Linked DNA regions of Mus musculus: region 2 is linked to region 1. A link is a contact called in public Hi-C data. All regions are on one chromosome and are shown on one strand. Each heading gives the region's core, a stretch centred on a gene start, on an enhancer-like site or on the middle of the called end of the contact. The rest is flanking DNA. Distances are from core to core; before and after follow the strand shown. Region 1 holds the start of Atl2 (atlastin GTPase 2). Region 2 overlaps Cdkl4 (cyclin-dependent kinase-like 4).

What was found. Hi-C and Micro-C count contacts between places; a contact is called where the count stands out from the background.
Region 2: a contact with region 1 is called in a Hi-C map of the Ba/F3 cell line, with 2.9 times the contacts expected there. The contact joins the enhancer-like site here to the promoter of Atl2 in region 1. A contact is called at or near these places in 1 of 39 promoter capture datasets (pre-B cells), 4 of 484 Hi-C or Micro-C datasets (the Ba/F3 cell line, CD4 T cells, CD8 T cells and 1 more), 3 of 115 datasets of contacts at active chromatin or transcription factors (memory CD8 T cells, pancreatic cancer cells and pro-B cells) and 1 of 9 other capture datasets (liver).

The regions. Positions count from the first base shown.
Region 1 is chr17:79,892,320-79,898,651 of GRCm38.p6, forward strand. Atl2 (atlastin GTPase 2) reads right to left here and starts at 3,804. Exons shown (of 13, transcript NM_019717.3): 1 at 3,590-3,804. The coding sequence starts at 3,707. It overlaps Gm41625 (a long non-coding RNA gene), which reads right to left. Exons shown (of 4, transcript XR_876985.3): 4 at 5,770-5,830.
Region 2 is chr17:80,558,599-80,564,930 of GRCm38.p6, forward strand. Cdkl4 (cyclin-dependent kinase-like 4) reads right to left here. Exons shown (of 10, transcript NM_001360143.1): 2 at 1,752-1,976. The coding sequence starts at 1,919. Among named protein-coding and RNA genes, the nearest start is that of Cdkl4, 16 kb to the right of the region's middle. Within about 2 kb of position 2,378, at least 36 of the 459 cell types and tissues checked have an H3K27ac peak or open chromatin away from gene starts, as enhancers often do. A contact at or near this core is called in the Ba/F3 cell line, CD8 T cells and liver, where this site is marked.

The DNA of each region.
Region 1 (6,332 bases), core at 2,554-5,053:
AGCTTTAAGAAATAAAATGCAGGGGTTTTAAAGTATTTTGTTAAGTAACAAATAGGACCTGTCACCCAGCGTTCAGGTTCCTATCTCGGTGGCAAAAGAGAATAGGAGATGAAACAAAACTTCAGAAATGAATTCATTGTGAAATGAAGTTTAACTACTCTGTGGCCAAATCTATTTTCCTTAAGGTTAAAACGTAAATAAAGTGACCGACTTCTCTGAAGCAACACACCTGGGATCTAAAACCCTCAAATGGCTACAAAATCAGAATGCTACCGCCCTTGAGAAGGAAAAGGAATAAAAATTGTTCCTCTGTTCTTTGCCCAGAGAAAACCCTCCTTATAAAGTCATTAAATGAACATTTTAAAAAGTTATTCCTACTTCTGCACCTAATATTTCTGGCTTTTGAGAGCTTACTTGAAAAAGCTTTGTTCCCATTTGTACATCAAACCTATGTCGAAACTGAGCACAAACAAGAGCTGTCAGTGTGCCTCACAGTTAAAGTGTCTTCTACTCCAGCAGTATCACCCTGGCTGGTGTTCAGTCACCCTAGGGAGCTGCCCAGTTCCAGCTGTAGAAAGGTTAGTTATCTAGGAAAAAGTGTCACAATTTTATTTTGGGGAATAATCAGAAATTTTACCATAAAGTTAAAAGCCACACTAAAAAAGAAAGGCTGTAGAAATAAATGGCTCAGTGAAGACAGCAAACCCACACTCAGTTCCCAAACCCACATAAAACGGCTCACAACCGCCCCTAACTCTCTCTCCAGGGATCTGACCCTCTGGCCTTTGTGTGCACCTATACTCAGAGCATACACGAACACATGCAAGCACACACACATTTTTAAAAATAAATATTTAAGAAGAAACAAAACAATAAAAATCCTGAAAGCCTGTGCACCGTTGTGGGGCCCACCTACAGCTACAGTCTCATTTTCTCTCCTGCCTTGTTTCCCTGTAACAATCCCTTTACTGTAAGCAGCAGCTTCTCCCTCTCCCCGTAAAAAGTCCACAGAATTTCCAAAGCACGTCACCCAACAGACTGAGCACCGACAGAAAGACTCCTAGAATCCTATCAACTAGAAGGTCAATCATACAACCATGGAGTGTTGGATCCTAAATCCACTCTGGAGGCAGGCGCACTTAGCCTGATGTTTGGAAGACCCTCGGTTTGATCTTCCACACACGGAGGGAAATGTCTTGGGGGTATTTTCTTTTTCTACATGAGTTCACACAAGCACACAATTTAGTTTGTAATGCAGGTGACTCAGAAGCAAACTGGCGGTGTCGGGCCTGCCTTAGAAGTCATTTGATAGGAATGGCTGTTAAGTGAAAGTCTTCCACACATGACCACCAAATGAAAGGCCGAGATCTATGAGCAACGGCAGAACAGTTAACAAATGGTAGTCGAGCGCTACTTATCAAGTCTATAATGACAATTTTGGAGTTTTGGTTTCTGTAAGAAACACAAAAGTATTTTAAGACTACGTTTTCACTTGAATCCCAGGTGTGGGACACGGGGCTGCTTCAGACTGTCCACACAGGTGTGGGACACGGGGCTGCTTCAGGCTGTCCACACAGGTGTGGGACACCGGGCTGCTTCAGACTGTCCACACAGGTGTGGGACACCGGGCTGCTTCAGACTGTCCACAGCCACTGACCAGGATTTCCCAGCTGCAGAGTTTCTGTGATTGTGTGTTAGTTGGAATTCTGTGGAGTTTCCTGACAGTATATAAATGCTAGAGCCAAAGGAGGCAGTGTGGGTTGATGGTCCTTTGTTGTTGTTAAGTAGTCGGGCACAAAGAAGAAACAAGAAGAAAAAATTACATATCCTGACAGCGAAGATCAAACTTGCCCCAAGGACACCCCTAATCAGCAGGAAGTAGTCTAACGATAGAGTTGCCCCTTTCCCACCCCTGACTTTATTCAGGGATCTCTTTCCTCTCTCTTATCTAGGGGGTGGAAAGTGTGGCAGAAAGGGGTGGAGAAGGGTGGAAGAAAGAAACCACAAAGTAGCCAAAGGCGATAGTCCCAAGACACTCTCTCATCTCTTCTCAGTGTCCAATAGCATAAAACATGCTCTTACCCATGACTGAATCAAACTTATGCTTTTCCTATTGCATACATCAAGTATGTTGACACTACATCTCAAACTGTTCTCACACACACACACACACACACACACACACACGGATTCCAAAACAAATCAGCCACCTAAGGTTTTTAAAAAGCCTCTCTGGAAGTATTTCCAAGGGCAGAGGGCTACCACTGTAAACAGTTCTGACAAGAGTTTGTAGTTGACAGGTTAACAAACCTCATTTCTTTTTCTCGTTCGAAAATTCTAAGTTATCCTCACCTCTGACATATGTCCAAGAGCTACCATAAATGGTGAAATGTAAATTAAAGTTTTCTATAAAGTGTCTGTGGTAAATATTTAATCAAAATGTTTTAAATTTTATCCAGTAAAGCCTTTATCAGATTGTGGAAAAGGAAATACAAAAGCGATCTCATACCCGGTGTGTTTACTCTACGCTTATCTTGACCTCAGGTATCTAACCCTAAGCCCTTACGATTTCTAAGCCTTTGAAAAACTTTTCCGCCTTTAACCATCGCAACTCTCAATAAGGACTTCGTGCGTTCAATTCGCACCACGGTGAAAGATCAAATGCTACACTCCTAAAAATAGGGGTGCTGTGAGTGAGAGCAACACACAACACCGCGCTGCCAACGCAACTGCGTCTTCGACGGGGTAGGGGCGCCATGTACACACACATACAGTAGGAGCTCACATTCAGCAAAACCCAGGAACGACGGGATCAGGTGACTTCAAACCAGACACTCTCAGCCTGAAGCGAATGACTCGCAGCCCCAGGGCTCCTAACCCCAGTCTGACAACCGGAGCCAACACTTGCAACCCTGGCCAATCCACGCACAACTCGTGCGAATGGGTTCGGCGGAGCCAAGAGCTGGTGAAGCTGAAGCTGAGCCCGGGCCCCAGCCCTGGCCTGCGGACTGCGGCTCCCATCGGGAAGGAAGGGTGTGTGAGTGTGTGTGGTGTGTGTGTGGAGAGAGCTCTGCGACCTGGCAGCCAGGTGCCAGCGGTTCCCGCGTCCACCGCCACCGCGGGGCCCAGCGCGTCCCGCTCGTCCCTCCCTTCCCGGCCCGCGTCAGGCACCCAGGGCAGTGAGTGCCCGCCGGGTGACCGATCCCGTACCGCCCGCCGACCTCCGCGCGTCCCGGCCCCGTGGCCCCGGCTCAAGGCCGCCCCCTTGGGTCGGGGCGGACACCGCGGCGGCCACGCGGCGGCGGCGGGCAGGGGGCCGGGCTGCCCGTTCCCCCGGCAGCTGGGAGAGCCGAGGCCCGCGGGCCGCCCTCTCAGGCCGCGCGGCGGAGCGTGGGGCGCGGCTGCCGCTAGGCCCTGCGAGCGAGCGAACGAGCGTGCGAGCGAACGGGCGGCCGCGGCGGCCAGAGCCGAGCCGAGCCCAGCCAGCCGCGGTCTTCGACCCCAGCGGGCGACCGGTGCCCGCCAGCCCGAACGGCCGCAGCCTCCCCGACTCCCGGCCCCCCGTGGCCTCGGCCCCTCCGGCCCGTACCTAGGGAGGTCGTAGACGAGACGTGGTTAACTCCGACGCTCGAGTCGCTGGTCTGTCGCCGGCGCCTCAGCCCCTGCTGCGGCTGCTGCCTTCGCGCTGCCTCGTCCCCCTCCGCCATCTTGTACCGATTTAAAATTAACTCCCCACTGACGTCAAACGCCGCCGCCGCTTTATCAACCTCCCGGGAGCCGGCGGGGCGGCCTGCGGGTCCTAGCGCCGCCCTCTGACTTGCGCGGCCCAGACACGCCCAGCCACGCCCATCAGCGCCCTCGCTCCTCCTCCGCCCGGGCCAACCTGCCGCGGAGCTCCGCAGCTCTCAGACTTCTAAGGAAGAGTTGGGGAACCCCCACTGCGGCCGGCGCCATCCCGTCCCTACCTTCCCGCTCTCGGGGCCACACCCCCTTGCCGCAGGGCGGAGAAGGCATCTCCAGTCCCTCCTTTCCCAATTCTCTTCGCATCTCTAACGTTGACTCTGCACGTGAGGTTACATTCGCATCCTTTCCCTCCTAGCTTTCTTACCCCCAGCCCTCTTCCCTGCGAAGCCAGTGCCTGGCTTCTCCTGATATCTTGGCCCTACACAGAAAGGTTTTCTCTTTCCACCACTATCCTACAATTTGTTTGCATTGGCTCCCCATCGCCTTCTGAGGCTACTTTACCCTCTCAACTATGCATATCTGAAACCCAAAAAAATACCGCTCTGATCAGAGAAGGAATTCTAATACATCCTCTCCTAACTGTGATGAACCTTCTTCTGGGGATCCACTGGCATCATGTAGAAAGTTCGAGAAACTTTATAACAGATACGTCAACCTGTGGAGGCAGCTGTGGAACACAGTTCTTAGTCTCATGAATTTGTACCACAACCATGGCTGCAGGAGAAAATCCTTTTCTCTTGAAAAAGTGGGAGCCCAGGTGTCCAAATGATTGTCTTACCCCAACCTCTTAAGCCTATACTTTGCAACCTTTAATTCCACAAAACCTCTAGAAAAAAACCGTTAGTGTCATCAAACTTTGGAGGGCATCATTCCAGATGGGCTTTGGTTGAACTGTCTGGGGATTAAGTCACCTGTTCTCTATCTTTGGAGACACAGATTGTGAGTTCCTTCTGCACTAACTCTGTGTGCTGCTCCCATGTTTCCTGAGCAACCTAGTAAGGGACTTGCTTGATAGTAGGTGTGCTTGCTTGCTTGCTTTTCTTTTCTTTCCTTTCCTTTTCTTTTCTTTTCTTTTCTTTTCTTTTCTTTTTTCTTCTCTTTTTGTTTGGTGGTGGTGGTTTTTCAAGACATAGTTTCTCTGTATAAACCTCTGTATAAGCCTTGGCTATCCTGGAACCCATTTTACAGACAAGGCTGGCCTCAAATTCACAGAGCTTGCCTACCCCTGCCTCTTGAGCGCTGGGATTAAAGGCATGGACCCCCACGCCTGACCTTAGATTTTCTTTCATAATCTCTCTCTGTGATAACTATTGGAGATTGTACACTCCGCGGTGTGCAGGTGCTTGGGCATGAAAGAAGATGTCAAGATGAGGATTTTTGCCTTCAAAGACCAAAATCCCATTTATTGTCAGTGGTTACATGACACTGAGCACACCCTATCAGATATCCTGGGAAAGTTAGTCATTCCCAAAGCTGTGCTGCTGGCCAACTGGTCTTCAGAGGGGGTTCTACTCGCAGACACTGGCATCTCATCAGCTCTGCTACAGCACCCCAGATAGAGCCACACCTCCTGGATCCAGTGAATATAGAGAAACCTAACTCAGGTCGTCACAGAATGAACACTGACCCACGGTCAAATCCAAGTTTAAAAAGCCACCTTCATTATAGTTACCTCTCTTCTATTCAAACCAAAGAGACACATTCCAGACTTCTTTCTCCTCTTTCCACCCAACAAATCTTCTATTGTCATTGTGACTGCTGGATCTCTCCCTAACTCACTTCCTCTCCAGCACCACCCTAGCCTGTATCTTCATTCAACCTCCTATCTCCCCCACTCCCCTGTAACAAAGTATTTCCCTTCTCCTGTAGACTCTTCACCCAGCCGAAGGTTTGAGTTTTGTTTTGTTTTGTTTTTTTTAACATACAAATAGGATCATAGGGTTGCTCTGCTCAGGGTAAAGGCCAAACTGTAGTTGACAAAGGCTTTTACAATGTGAAGTCTGCCATTTTTCTTTCTGTTTCTCTGCCTCGTTCTCCAGTCCATCACTGGTTCCTTCATTCTTTGATTCCACACAGTCATCTTGTTCTGGGATATCAAAGACACAAGTGATTAAAACGGACAAACAAAATGGGGCTCATTCCCCTTGTGGGGTGTTCAAGAATGGGTAAGTTGGTAAATAGATGAATTAAAAGTCTGAATCCCCTACTGATTCACCCAATGCTTCTAAACTTCCAGGTTCCACTGTGCTAGGCTAAAGCATTTTCACGGGATCACATCACCATTCTGAGACTATGATCTTCTATCTATGGAATGCTTCCTGTTCCGGGCACTGCTTAAAGTACTTTACAAGTAAGCCATCGAATCTGTAAAACAATCTATCTGTAAATCGGGCTTGCGGTGCTGCAGGTGTGGCCTGGCTGGCCTCAGTAGCAGGTGCCCTGTGGAAAGGTCAGCAGAGGACCTCCTACTATTATCACTGTCCCAGAGCCCTGCTTGCATATTGAGAGTGTCTACAGGGTGCAACTCATGGGTAATCCACAAAAATTCTGTTGTCTTGCCTGCAGTTAGCATGAGTCACATCAAAAGA
Region 2 (6,332 bases), core at 1,128-3,627, 660 kb after region 1:
CTGCTGCCCAATAGTTGGGGAAATGAGAATCTATTCTAACTAGGAAGGAAATGTGTCCAGAGCCCCGGGTCAATCTGCATTCTGTGTATGTCCAGGACTGAAAGAGCCGAAGGTCAAAGGGCGACAGGGGTACTTTCACAAGACACGCGCTGCAAGAGAGCTCTAGCAAAACCACGGGTTGGAAGCTGGACCGTTTCCCTGCCAGGTGGACAAGGGATTTCCAGACGCTGCAGCTCCACGCGGTGCCCGAGTGTAACCTGGCCAAACTGTCCAGGGGCCGGCCAGCGATTCACAGCTCCTTAGCAAATGACCTTGACTTAGCCGGTGCTGTGGTTGCCTGGGGTGTAAAGGGTAGTGTGAAGGAAAGGCCAATCCAAGTTAAATAGGAGGAGAGTGTGAGGAACATAAAGGAGGATGTGTTCCCAGCTAGCAAGGGAGCAACAGCAAGAGGCAGGAAAGAAGGTTCTGAGCCTGGCGGAGGGGACGAAGCTTGGGCTACTTTGCGTCTTAGGTTCACCCTTAGATTTGGGCTGTTTTAAATTAGAAGGTAAACCTGCAAGCAATAATCTAAGTATTAGATTTATCTAAAGACCAGAGAGGGCGCGGGAGAAGGTTAAGTTAGCAGCTTTTTTTGGTCTTAGATCCTGCAGCTTTGCCCAACAATGTCCGCCGGACCCAACAATGTCACTAGCGCCCTCTGCCGACCAAGTATTAAGATCGAACTTTTTTTTTTTTTTTAAATCAAATTCTATTTTAAATAAAACTGCAACTGATGGGGAAAACTTATGCATATGATACTTGAAAAGTAGAAACAATCTAATTGTTCTTCACATTTACAAGCCGAAAGTCCATTAAAAATAATATGAGATACTTAGAAAGTGACTGTGTGCTCTTCAAACTGTAGGGTCTTGCTAATGAACGTGTGTTCACCCATTAGTGGTGTCTCCACCCCTGGGAGCTTGTTAAAAATGAGACACTTTGGAACCCATCCCAGATCCCTCTACCTCTAAACTCTGTATTTCAGTAGATTTAGGGGTTCCACGGATGTTCGCATTGGAGAAGCACACCCCAGGCCTGAAAGTTCTTTTAAAAAATGTAAGGATTTTTAGGCTGGGCAAACATTTCCATTGGGAACACATGAAACTTCTACATGGAGTTCCATCAAAGACAATGGCAACAAAAGGAAACAATGTAAAAACCATGAAGGTGGCTGGGTGATTCTTAGGCACAGGCAGGTCCTGTTGATACCTCCACCGGTACTGGGGGCCCCCTCTCTGCCGGGAAGGGAAGTGCTCCTGTAGTTCTGCTGGTTGGTTGGAAAAGTGTGTGGGGGCAATGTCCAGAAGACAAGGCAGGCATCTGGTAAATAGTGGGGTCAGGACACTTGGGTGGATGTTTCCAAATCAGGATGTGGTGTACTGAAGGCCAATGCTTCCATGTTTTAACCCCCTACTCACACATCCAGTTAAAGTCAGAAGCCAAAGTCCAACAATGCTTCCCAAAGTGGCTGAACCCCAGGAGTTAAGTCGGACTTGTCGCCTGGCAGTGGTGGCGCACGCCTTTAATCCCAGCACTTGGGGGGCAGAGGCAGGCGGATTTCTGAGTTCGAGGCCAGCCTGCTCTACAGAGTGAGTTCCAGGACAGCCACGGCTGCACAGAGAAACCCTGTCTCTTCTCACTCGTTTTAGTGTGCCTGCCTCACGCAGCATCTTCAGAGTGCAGATGCCGCCTGCAGAGCGGGACGGACCTACCTTCAGCATACGGATTTCCCGCAGGGCTATTTTCCTAACGACACGATCATCTTCAGATTCCACGAATTTTTTGATCGCTACTACTTGTCCAGAAGATTTGTTTCTGCACTTGAATACAACGCCATAAGACCCTTCTCCGATCTTAGCTAGCTTTTCATACTTTTCCATTTTAGTTACAGCGACTTAATTTTAGTGTACCGGTCGACTTGAAGTTCAGCGTTGCACCTGGAAAATAAGAACGACTTTTCTTAATCAAGCGGATACAGGATGGTTTGCCTGGGTGGCCCAAGGTTTATTTCCACACTTTAATGTTTGCTTTTTTGTGTGCAGTAGAAGTGAACTCTCAATGGTATTTTGTTAGCACAGCTCTCTAGTCTTCTGGGGTCATTTCTGACAGTGGCTCTGTGCTGACCACATTTAGTTAACACAACCAAGCCTTGTCCGATTTATTGTTTTTATTACCTGGAGTAAATGATTAAAATACAGGGCTGTAAAATGCAGCTAAGGGGGCTGGACTTTCATACCCTTGAATAAGGAAGGTGTTTGCCTTCTTAGCTAGCTCACCGGAACCCCACCGTGAAGGGGAAGAATTGCGCAACAAGGCAGACTACAAAGCTCAACGTCCCCACCTGGTGGAGAGGAGAGGGAAAACCATGGTCGCTGAACAAGGCGGCTTTTCTCAGGACACTATTTCCTTAAAATGTTTGGATTCCATTTATTCTGGTTGTTGTTGTTGTTGTTGTTGTGTATATGAGATATATGAGATGTGTATGGATATGATATAAATCTGAGGTGTATATGTCTGTGTAGAAGGCGGTAAATTTGGAACGGATGTGAGATTGTGTGTGTGTGTGTGTGTGTGTGTGTGTGTGACAGCTAGAGTGTGGTAGTCAGAGGACAGCTTGTGTGTACCGGTCCTTTCTTACCACGTGGTCCTGAGGATGTGACCAAGGTTGTAAAACTTGCCTGGCAAGTGCCTTTATAATCTGTTCCATCCTGCTGGTCAAGGCACGGTTATCCTTTCTCTTTCTTCTCTCTTTCTCTTTCTTTTCTTTCTCTCTTTCTCTCTTTCTTTCTTTCTTTCTTTCTTTCTTTCTTTCTCTCTCTCTTTCTTTCATTTTGTTTATTTGGTTTTTTGAGACAGTTTCTCTGTGTAGCCCTAGTTGTCCTGAAACTTGCTCTGTAGACCAGACTGGCCTTGAACTCAGACCTCCACCTGCCTCTGCCTCCTGTGCACTGCCACCACCTGGCAAGGCACTCTTGTTCTTAGCTTTTATTTGTATTAGGGTGACCAATTCTTAGACCACCCCTAAACAAACAAATTATAATACAACAAAAAGGTCAAATTTTCTAATTTCCCTGCAGTCGTTCCATATCCACAGGACTTCTTAGAAAATACTAGATCTCATTTTTATTATTTTTTTGCACTGTTTTATGTTTATAATTGTGGCTAGATTAAACATTCGATGAGAAATAATACCAAAATGATTAATCAAATCAGGGTAGGAATTAACATTATAAAAGTTTGTAATGAGCCTCAGAAAGTCCACCTCTTTACCCAGTGGAATCTTGTATGTATAATCTAATAACTGTAGGAGCTCACCCTGAAACAGCAGTGCTTATTTACATATAGTATGCTAGGGCTGCTTGATCCAGTTGTACAGGTAAGAAAATTGAAACGCAGTGAAGCAAGTGCAGAATTACAATCGGTCTTCTGGGTTCCACACTGCACATCTGAAATCACCACACTGCCTGCCCTGCCTCTGAGTTAATTCATGGCTGTCTTAGTCAGGGTTTCTATTCCTGCACAAACATCATGACCAAGAAGCAAATTGGGGAGGAAAGGGTTTATTCAGCTTACACTTCCATACTGCTGTTCATCACCAAAGGAAGTCAGGACTGGAACTCAAGCAGGTCAGGAAGCAGGAGCTGATGCAGAGGCCATGGAGGGATGTTCTTTACTGGCTTGCTTCCCCTGGCTTGCTCAGCCTGCTCTCTTATAGTACCAAGACCACCAGCCCAGAGATGGTCCCACCCACAAGGGACCTTTTACCCTTGATCACTAATTGAGAAAATGCCTTACAGCTGGATCTCATGGAGGCATTTCCTCAACTGAAGCTCCTTTCTCTGTGATAACTCCAGCTGTGTCAAGTTGACACAAAACCAGCCAGTACAATGGCATAACAAAATTTAAAGAACTGCTCTGTTTAGGTCTTGGTAGAAGAGCTAACGGTTACCATTCCTTGTCTAACTCAGACATGCTTAATAGATACTAGGCTCTCAATCTTGTCAGAAATCTGCTAAATGAAACATTAAATGTCTAAGCTCAATATGATAGAAGAGCCCCTTCCCCCCAAATCCTGACAGTTTACCCGCCAAGGTCTCCAAGAAGATACAGGCACAGCGACAAGATTCTACCTGGATTGTGGTATGATAACCACTGAGTAACACTGCTCCATTGCCTTTCTGCTGCCAGGGCTTGGCCTACACCATGGACGAACAGCGGACACCCAGAGAGCTAAATGTCTCCTACCGGCTAAGACAAGGTGAGTCACTTCTCCCACATTCCTACTCCACGGGAAAAGCCTCTCATCTTCTGGGCCTGAGAGTCAGACTGACTCAAGTTGCTATGGAGACCACAGGGGCCTGGGAACTGCTTAGATAGTGGACATTAACCAACCTCTGTCATTTTAATTAAGGGCATCTAGATTGTAAAGTATTCTTCCCAGACTCCTAACTACATTGACGGCTAAGCTAACTGCAGCTTGACAGTTAGAAACAGACCTCTAGCTCCTTCCCCCAGGGTGATCCACCACCCTATTAGCTGGTTAGACAGATTTGCCTAACTCATGGACTTGATGATAAAGGATACACAAGTTCAGATGCGAGCTTTCACAGACATAACCTTCTGTTACTTCCTTACCTAAACTCAGCTTCCAGGGACTGTTTCGAATTCCTTTCCCTTGTTATGCCACTGTCCTAACATTAATAGAGTTCTTATAAATTAGCCTAACTCTAATAAAACATTCCAGTATATGATCCAACTTTTATAATCACAGGTTCAAATTTTAAGTTTCCTTTGATTGTCTTTTAACTATAAACTTAAAATGTTTCTTGTGCTACATCTAAACTATCAGCTATCATAGTTACACAAATATAGATTTCCTTTGGCTATCTTCTCATTATAGATTTAAGGTATTTCTTAAATCTATATGATCATCTATTATCAAGGTTTTAAGTTTCCTTTGTCTTTTAAATGTAAACTTAAAATTGTTTCTCATTATGATTTCTGTTCCATGAAGGGCTTTTGTCTTCCTGGGCTCATCTAAAAGACTCTTCATGCAGTTAACATACTTATCTCTCCTGTAAACTTACAATCTCCAGGAAACCCACTCAGATCGACCTCTCGTGGATCAAACAGACTCTATCCAGGTAAGTACACCTGCCAATCACTAAGTTCCTGTAGGAGGCTGTAGCCTCCCCTTTAGGCTGCCCGAGCTGCACCTTAAAGATGGCGCCTGCCAGATGCAGAGCTGGTGGTGTAAACAAGTCCATATTCGGTGGAGACGTGCCCCTGCCGCCCTGATTGGCTGAAGCCATGTACCTGGTGAGGTGACGTGGCCTGCCGTGAGTGGATGGGGGCTGAGAGTATATAAGAGTGAGAGGCCCGGGGTTCGAGGGAGATGAAGACTGAAAATGGCTGAATAAACTGCTGATAGAAGAACTGGTGGTCGTGTGGTTCTTGCTGGTCGAGGGTGGATGCGACAAATGGTGGCCCGTACAGAGAACCGACTTCCCCACCAAAGAGTTCAGAACTTTCAGCAGTCAGTGTTTGCCGGCACGGTAAGTTCACGGTAAGTGAAACTTACGACCCCAGGAATTTTGGGAAGGACCTCAGATAAAACAGAGGTGAATATAAAGTTGCCAGGAAGCAGGCACAAAGTAAAAGTGAAACCATGGGAGCGTCCTCATCACATCCGATTTCTTCAGCTCTTCAGGAGCTCCTTAAGTCCAGAGGTTTAAAAATTCAAAGAAAAACCACAGAAAAGTTTCTTGATGAGTGTGATGCCATCGCGCCTTGGTTCGCCGTCTCAGGCAACCTCACAGTCGCTAGCTGGGAGAAGCTAGGTAGGGACTTAGATGTTGCCTGGGAGCAGGGGATATTGAAGGGAGGCATGAGGGCAGTGTGGAAGATGGTAAGGAGCTGTTTGGATGATGAACGCTGTTGCAAGGCGCTAGAAGCTAGCCAGCAAGTTCTGGAGCAGTTGAAAGAGGAGAGGTCATTAAAATCTGAGAAGGTTGAGACATTGTCAAGCAGCTCAGAAAGTGAAACAGAAGAGGAACTGGAGCGGTTAGCAAAGAGTGTGGAGAAAACCAAATTGTACCCTGACTTGACTGAGCTAAAAAAGGAGAAGTTGAAGGAAAAGGGAAGTAAGAATAAGAAAGGACACACAGTGCCATCTGGTGGACAGAAAGGACAAAACAAAAGAGCCGAGGTGGAGGAGGAAGACAAATTAGCTTCGGAGCACCCTCCCTATGCCTCCTCAGCAGCAGCCTATGGGTGGACCTTCTGTCCGGAGG